Regions from separate parts of the Macaca mulatta genome. Here region 2 is linked to region 1. Evidence: chromatin contacts called from public Hi-C data. All regions are on one chromosome and are shown on one strand. Each heading gives the region's core, a stretch centred on a gene start, on an enhancer-like site or on the middle of the called end of the contact. The rest is flanking DNA. Distances are from core to core; before and after follow the strand shown.

What was found. Hi-C and Micro-C count contacts between places; a contact is called where the count stands out from the background.
Region 2: a contact with region 1 is called in a Hi-C map of fetal cortex germinal zone, with 2.7 times the contacts expected there. The contact joins the promoter of CARHSP1 here to the promoter of ABAT in region 1. A contact is called at or near these places in 6 of 14 Hi-C or Micro-C datasets (CD4 T cells, cortical neurons, fetal cortex germinal zone and 3 more).

Annotation. Positions count from the first base shown.
Region 1 is chr20:9,904,068-9,908,156 of T2T-MMU8v2.0, forward strand. It overlaps ABAT (4-aminobutyrate aminotransferase), which reads left to right and starts at 2,101. Exons shown (of 17, transcript XM_077984771.1): 1 at 2,101-2,195.
Region 2 is chr20:10,078,195-10,082,283 of T2T-MMU8v2.0, forward strand. CARHSP1 (calcium regulated heat stable protein 1) reads right to left here and starts at 2,290. Exons shown (of 4, transcript NM_001261063.2): 1 at 2,089-2,290.

The sequences.
Region 1 (4,089 bases), core at 851-3,350:
CCTGGCTGTGTTCCCATAAAATTTTATTTATGCACAGTAAAATTTGAATTTTATATAGTTTCTATGTGTCACATAACATTATTATTCTTTTGAATTTTTTTTAACCATCTAATATGTAAAACCAATTCTTAGCTCATGGTCACAGGAAAACAGATGATGAACTACATTTGGTCTATGGGCTATAGTCTGTCAACCTTTGGCTTAGACTCTTAAAAAATATATATTTATAAATAGAAATGGGGTTTCACCATGTTGGCCAGACTGGTCTCGAACTCCTGGCCTCAAGTGATCCGCCTGCCTCATCCTCCCAGAGTACTGGCTCCAGGCCCTTTGGTTTAGAATATTCCTTTCTGTTTTTCATTTTAAATATTTTCTTCTTATTACCAGAGTAATATATATTCATTATAGAATAATTAGAAATTAGTGACATTGTAGAGTTTATCTTCTATTAAAAATAAACCAAAGGGGATAAAAAAATTACTGACATGGACATGCAAATAAAGTAATATTAGAATAATCCATAATTTCAATACACAAAAACAACCATTTCTCCTACTGAACATGTAGTTTTTCACTCAGCATTACTAGCTGGCTATATCAGTGCTTTTAATATGATAGCCACTAGCTTCCTGTTACTATTACACCATAAATTAAAATCAGATACAGGCTGGGTGTGGTGGTTCACACCTGTAATCCCGGCACTTTGGGAGGCCGACGCAGGCAGATCACTGGAGGCCAGAAGTTTGAGACCAGCCTGGCCAACATGACAAAACCCTGTCTCTACTAAAAATTAAAAAATTAAACAATTAGCCAGGTGTAGTGGCGCACGCTTGTAATCCCAACTATTCAGGAGGCTTAGGCAGGAGAATCACTTGAACCTGGGAGGCGGAGGTTGCAGCGAGCTGAGATCGCGCCACTGCACTCCAGCCCGGGTGACAGAGCAAGACTCCGTCTCTAAAAAAATAAATAAATAGATACAGTTAAAATACAGTTATTCGGTTGACTAGTCATTGCTTTTTTAAAAAATTGAAATTTATTTTTCTCTTTTCCTTTTTTACTTATTTTTTCCTTTTTTTTTTTTTTTTTTTTTGTAACATCTTGGATACCAAGTGATCAGTGATCAGGCTGAGTGGAGAGAACCAAGCTGAACTCTTTCTCTGCCTTTTAAGGTCTGTAATCTCCATCCATCCATTCATTCATTATGAGCACTTGGTCATCGCCTGTGGTCTTGATGAGCAGTTCTTTGTGTCTTTGATTTTGTCACTGAAAGATTGCATCCTCTTTCCAAATACCTCTAGAAAGCTGTGGGGGCTATCTGTCCGTCACAGCTGAGTATTACCTAGCTTCCACACAGCATTTTATACAATGGTAGAAAGGGACCTTCATCACATCTAGGGTCTCGTTTATACCCACGAAGGAGGTACAGTCTCTGTTGTCCCAATTTCAGGAAAGTGAGAATCAGGAGGCGCAGTGACCGGCTCCAGGTCATGCAGAAGGAACCCCCTCTGACTCCCAGTGCCCTGTTTGTCTTCCGGAGTGCTGGGGCCCGGCGGAGGAAAGTCGCTGGGAGCAAGAAGGGCTGGCAGGGCCCTGAGGGCCGAGATGGGGGTTGAGGTGGGGAGGGCGGGATGCTCCTTCCCTCCTCCGCAAAGGGAACCCTTCTGATTCTGACTCTAGAGCTCCAGAGACCGGATCCGAGACGCGAGTGGAGGTGGAGCTACACTAGCCTGCAGCCCTGAGGGTGTAAAAGGCCCATTAAGATCCAGGTCAAATCAACCTATGGAGTTGCCCCCCAGAGGGTCCAGTGTCCCCACAACTTGACGGGGATACTCAGCCGTCTCCTCCCCAGCTCCAGCACTTCCTCCCAGCCCTCGCGGTCCCTCTTCCCAGCCCCCGGGTCGGTCCCGCCCCAGCCCTCGTCTCCCCCGCCCCCGGAGGCTGGACTCTGCCCCCGCCCCGCCTGCCCCTCCCTCCCGGGGGCGGTGGCCCGTGGCGGGCGCAACCATTGGCTGCGGCGAGAGCGAGGGCCGGGGCTGGCGGCGCTGATTGGCCAGGACGCTCGGCGGAGCCAGGGAGTCCAGCGAGTCGCTGGGGGAAGCCGAGCAGACACACAGCGCGGCCGGAACTCGGGGCGCGCATCCCGCAAGTCGGAACCCGGCGGTTCGGATTCCGCGGAACGGAGCCGGGGCCTGGAGGTGAGCGCGAGGCGCCGGGTGGCTTGGGACGGGCCCTTCCGAGGAGAGCCGAGAGGAGGTCCTTCTGCCCTGCCCCCAGGGAGCAAAACCTGGGCATCTTCTCCTAAGAAACGGAGCCCGCATCTTCCCAAGGCGCGAGGCCCCTCCCCCAAAAAGACAGGAACTCCTACCACCCAGAGAGCAAAATACCTTCCTTTCTCCTTCAGAAATGGGCCCTTCCTCCTGGCTCCAGCTCTAGACAGAAGTCCTCTCCCTCTTACCCCTTGAAATAGAATGTGGCCCCTAAAAGTGGTCCCCAGGTCTCTAGAGCCCCCTCACCTCTTGGGAGACTGATGCCCCTTCCCCTTCCCCATCCTTAAAAAACTAAGTTTGGGTGTCTTGCTTCTCCCCTCTCTTTCGGAATAATGGGAGTCTTCTCAGCTCATAAATGACAGTGACCTCCCCCTCCATGAAAAATGGAAGCTCTCCCCCCATCATAAGACAAGGAAATCCCGGAGCAGAGACCTGCAAGTCACCCTCCCACCCCAGATACTGAGCTCTGGAGAGATAGATGATTCACCCTTAGCCCTGCCGGAGACCCCTCCCTACCCGTCAGAGAGGCAGGGTGGCCTCTGATACCACCACATTAAAGGCTTTTGGGGATTTCCCCTGTCCTCCCCAGTAAAGATGTAAAATGAGGGATCTTCATACTCAGGAGCAGGGCAAAGGTCTGGCCACCCCTCCAAGTCATCCACCTCCCTCCACTCCTCCCAAGCCCTTTCACACAAACCCCAACCTAGTAACGCCCTGCGCCATCTTCCCACTGCTCCCAATCCCATCCTTCTCTACCTCACCCCAGCTCCACTCCCACACCTGGCTGCCCCACCTATTTCACATCCTCTCACCTTTCCTCACCCACCCTGGCCAAGGTAAGACCAGGGGGGGATTCAGTGAGATTTAGTAAGACTGGAGCTCTTGAAACTGGGATCCGGGGCCTAGAGGCCCTTCCAGGAGTCTTCAAACTCTGACAGCAGAGATGGCCTCTGAGGCAGTAGGACCAGCAGAGACCACCCGACACCTCTCCCCCGCCCCCCACCCCAACACACACACAAAGGGCTGTGTTCAGTGCATCCTCTCTTACAGTCTGAGAGGACTACTGGCCCTCTTCCAAGAGGACCCCCATTTTCCCCCTAAACTCCTGTGCACCCCCTCAAGCTCCTGTGGGCATTGCCTGGTGGAATTCCCTGGGCATTCAGCCAAGAGAGATGGGTGCTACTGGGCCCATCCAATGGGGAGGAGACAGTGTTGGCTTTGCTGCTTTGATGAAGCTAGACTAAGGGACAGGATGTTGGTGACCTGGGGGTGGGGAGGGGGTGGGAAGAGCTCTTCTCTGGTGGGTCAGGTTGGGGGGTAGAAGAGAGGGAGGCAGTGAGTCGTGTCTTGCTCTTTGGAGCCTGTGCTGCGGCGTGGAGTCATAGAGAAATGTGTTTCCTCGAGGCCCAAAGAGATCAGCCCCAGGGAGAGGTAAATGGTCCAGTCTGGAGTCCTAAGACCTAAAAGGGCTTCTACATTGAAGACGTGGCCCCTTCCTTTGACAGTTAAACACACAAAGGCACAAAAGGGGAAGAGACTTGCTCAAGGTCACCCAGCCTGTGGGTGACAACTGGCCCCAACCCCTCCAGGACCCTTAGGGTGCTAGGATCCCTGACACAAGCCCCAGTCCTCACATTTACAATGGGGACTTGGGGACTGCTGGGTCCCAAGTCCCCACTTGTCAGAGGAAGCGCCAAGGCTCTGCGAAGGTCATGAAGCCAGGAAGGGGCAGAGCTGGAACTCAACGTCTGTTCCCCAGCAGGTTGCCTCGGGGAAAGCATTCCTGGGTGTCGGTGCATCCCTGCTTCCCCGTGTGATCTTT
Region 2 (4,089 bases), core at 1,040-3,539, 170 kb after region 1:
TGCAGATTGCCACTCAGCAGGTGTGGGGTGGGGCCTGAGATTCATTTCTTTTTTTTTTTTTTTTTGAGACAGGGTCTTGCTTTGTCACCCATGCTGGAGTTTGGTGGCGCACTCATGGCTCACTGCAGCCTCAACCGCCTGGGCTCAAGGGATCCTCTCACCTCAGCCTCCCATGTAGCTGGGACTACAGGCGTGTGCCACCACACGCAGCTAATTTTTTAATTTTTTGTAGAGACAAGGTCTCACTATGTTGTCCAGGTGGGTCACGCCCTCTCATGCTCAAGCAATCCTCCCACCTCGGCTTCCCAAAGTGCTGGGATTACAAGCTTGAGATTCCTGGCCAAGACTCTGCATTTCTAAGGCGCTCCCAGTGAGGCAGCTGTCCCTGGCCCAGGGAACACCGCAGTAGTCCTGCTACACTGGTCCATCTCACAGCCCAAGGCTTACCAGTGCAAGAGGTGGAAGGGAAATTGCGCAGGGATGGAGGTGAGACTAGAAGAATAGCAAAGTTACCTCAGTGCAGCTGGGTTCCTTCTCTGTAAACAGACAGAGACACTGAGCTGATCCATCCCAGTCCCCAGCGCAGCTGAGCCCCAGCCTGGCAGAACTGCCGGCACGTGGGCCGAGAGGCGGGGCGGGTCAGCTGAGCCCAGGTAGAAGGGTCCCTGGAAGCCACGGAGGCCGAGAACGAGCCAGAGGTTGACGCAGCAGCGCCAGGCTGGCCTAGCCACATTCCCCTCCATTGTTCCGGGGAGAGCGGGGGTCTGGCGAGGGAGGAGCAAAGAGTGAGAAGGGGAGGAGGGACAGGAAGGGATGGGGGTTGGAGAGTCCAGGGGGAGGGATGGGAGGCAAAGGGGAGGGGGCAGCCAGGCCGGAGCCAGTCCTCCGCGGGCTAAGGACCTGAAGCCAGCTGCCACAGATAAGTGCAAACAGGCGGGTGGGGAAGGTGCAGCACGGCGCACACGTCCGCCCGGAGCCCCCTCCCAGGCCCAGCCAAGCTGGGAATAGCTCTTCCGCCCTCAGGAGCCCCTGAGTGCTGGGAAGAGGCCGGAAACCCGAGGAGTGTACCGGGAACCCAAGGGGGCCTCCAACATTGCCGCTGCCTGTGCCCCCATTAGCACCCCTGTCACCCCACCGCCACCACCCACCTGGGACCCTGCACCCGCCCCAGCTCTCAGTCTGGACTGCCCCTCGGGGGGAAGCCCAAGCCCTCCTCAACAAGAACCCTACTCTACACTCCTCCCCCACTCAATTCTTCCATCCTTCCCTCCATTCTCGGGGGGCTTTGGCTCAGACCTGAGATTCAGCCCTGCCTTCTCCCCACTCCCTCAGTGACCCCTGCCAAGCGACTTCACCGCCCCACCCGAGTTTCCTCATCTGTCAAAGGGGACAGGAACGGTGCTGCGTCGCAGGGCTCGGACGCTGTGCAGACGCCGCCGCGAAAATGCCAAGCGCACGGCGGGTTCAGTCAACAATAGTTGTGCGGCTGATGGTGGAACTATCAGGCACGGGCCCATCTGAAATCACCTTCCCTCCCATTCCTGTCCCTGCTGTTGGAACACAAACCAAATGCACTGGCTTTGCCACTCCGTGGAACAAAGGCCTTTCACCTACCTAGGGCACTCACCATCAACCACCCTCAACTCCACCCCAGGGCCCCACGCTGGGCCTAGCGCAGCTCATTCAAAGCATCTACTCCGAGCCGGGCTCTGCCACTCTTTCTTGCCCTGAAGGGACCAGCATCGAGAACCCATGGTCATCACCGAGGCCACCCAGGGAGTGCAAAGGGCGGCGGGGTCTCCAAGGAGGATTCCGAGCCCAGAGGAGGGCCAAAGGCCCGAAGGGAGGGAGAACAGAGGCAGAGAGCGGCTGGAGAAGGTAGTGGCGGAAGATAACAGGAAGGCCTGCTGAGAAGTCGGGGACTTAGACGACAATGGGACTTCGGTGGACGATTTTCAGCGGGGGGTTGATCTGATTGTTTTTACAATTTCCCTCTAGCTTCAGAGTGGGGAGCAGATGAGAGGGGCAAGACTGGGCACAGAGAGACTGAGAAATATCAAAACAGCAAGTTAAAAAACAGTAGCTTACGTGTCTCCCGGCACGGGGCTAGCCGTCTCCTTTTACTCTCACACACCCTCTTAAGCCAGAAGTCAGAGGCCAGTCTGCAGATGGGGACACTGAGGCTCCGAAAGGCCTCCTGTTTGGCAGTGAGATTTCCCCACCTATGAGACCCGAGGCCCTGCCTGGAGCGGGACGTCTCCGCCTCCCCCCGCACACACATCCACCCCAACCCCAAAAAACCGTAGGGCCGGAGGCTTCCTTTTTAAAAATCAAAAAAGAACGTTTCACTTCCGGCCTGCAAACCTGGGCCGCCAGCGCAGCCTGCGGAAAGGGGGCCTGTGGGCGCGGATGAAGTTTTTCTCCAGCGCCTAGGGCCCCCCACCCCCATCCGGGCGCAAACACCCGGGGCGAGCGCGCCCGGCGGCTCCTCCTCCTCCCAGATGCGGCTAATCGCGCGGCGCCAGGACGGCTCCCCACCTCCCCCGCCGGGCCTGGCCGCCGTCCCAACCTCGAGCCACAGCTGGCGCGGCCAGGCCCGGCGGGGGGTGGCTCCGCTTCCCGCGTGCGAAGCCCCCCGCGCCTCGCCCCACCGCCCCGCGAGTCCCCCCTCCAGGGCTCCCTCCCAAAGGCAAAAGCGGTGAGGAGGGCGGGGAGAGCTTCCCCTGCACGCAGAGAACAGGTGGCCAGGCGGGAAGTGCTACCCGACGTCCGCCAAGAATCCCTGCCGCTGTTGCCACACCCACCCCTTGCCCCGGGGAGGAGCAACCCGCGTTCCCCAAACAGGCCCGGAGAAACCAAGCCGGGAGCCCTCCGTTGCCGAGCTAGAAGTCCCTGTAGGAGGGGGGACGATGGGGACACAGGAGACCGAGGCCCTATCTGCCGCTCCCGGGGACTCGGGCCAGGGGCGGCCACCTTGTCCCTCCTTGGGTCCCCGAGAAGAGCTCCCTACCTCGCGATCCGTACTGCTCCGCCAGTCGCTTAGCTCGGACTGGGAGCTCGGAGCTGGGGAGGGGGCGTGGCCCGCGGGGTGGGGCGCCGAGCCCCGCCCCCAGGAGGCCCCAGCCAATGGGGCTGCAGGAGGGAGTCCAGGACGGAAGGGGTGGGGCGGGCAGGAGTGGCCCGGACAGGACCTTTGTGTCCGCGCCTGGGACTGGCGGGAGAGTGGGGCGCAGAGCGCGGGGCGTAGGGGCCAGGGCGGGGCTGGGCTGCACCCACCGGCAGAAACGCCCCTGCAAAGTGGGGGAACTGTGTCTCTGCTTCTTTGCCGTTCCTTCCCTTCACCACGCGCGCCAGGTGCGGCTCCCACCTGCTTTTGGCTCCAAAATCCGTATAAGCCCGGGGGGCGTCACTTTTTGCAGAAAGGAGATAAAGGAATGAAAAGAGAGAAAGAAGAAAACAAACAAAAACACACAGGACGAAAAGAGAAAGAAAAAATACACACATACACACACCAGAAAAACAGGGTTTTATTTTCCCGTTTGGGATTCTGGTTTTGTTCTCTTTTCTTGTTTCATTTCCAGCCTTCCTTGAGTCCTGTTTTTGGAGGTAAAAAATGTTACCTCTGTTTTGCAGGAGAGGAAACTGAGGCACAGAGAGGCGACCAGCCCATGGGCACGACCAGTCGAGAGCAGCCCCTGAAAGCGAGCCCAAACCCCAGGACCAGGTTTTGAGGGACGCGGGGACGGAGAGAGGTCCCCGGAGCTCGCCTGGGACCACCGTGCCCCCGGAGGGCGCGGTGAGGACTGTGCCGGACTCACTCTGCAGCCCCTACTGGGGCCACTACGGAAAAGGCCCAGCGGCGAAACCAACTGGTCCATGCCAGGCAAGGAACCGTCCTAGACGGTTGGTGGGAACAACCGCGCAGCTGCTGTGGAAAGAGCCCGGCGGTTCCTCAAACCACGAACCCTGGAGTCTCCACAAGACCCAGCAACTCCAGTCCTAGGTGTCTGCGCGCCCAAGAGAAATGAAAATGTTTGTCCATAAAAAAATTTACTTGAGGCCGGGCGCGGTGGCTCACGCCTGTAATCC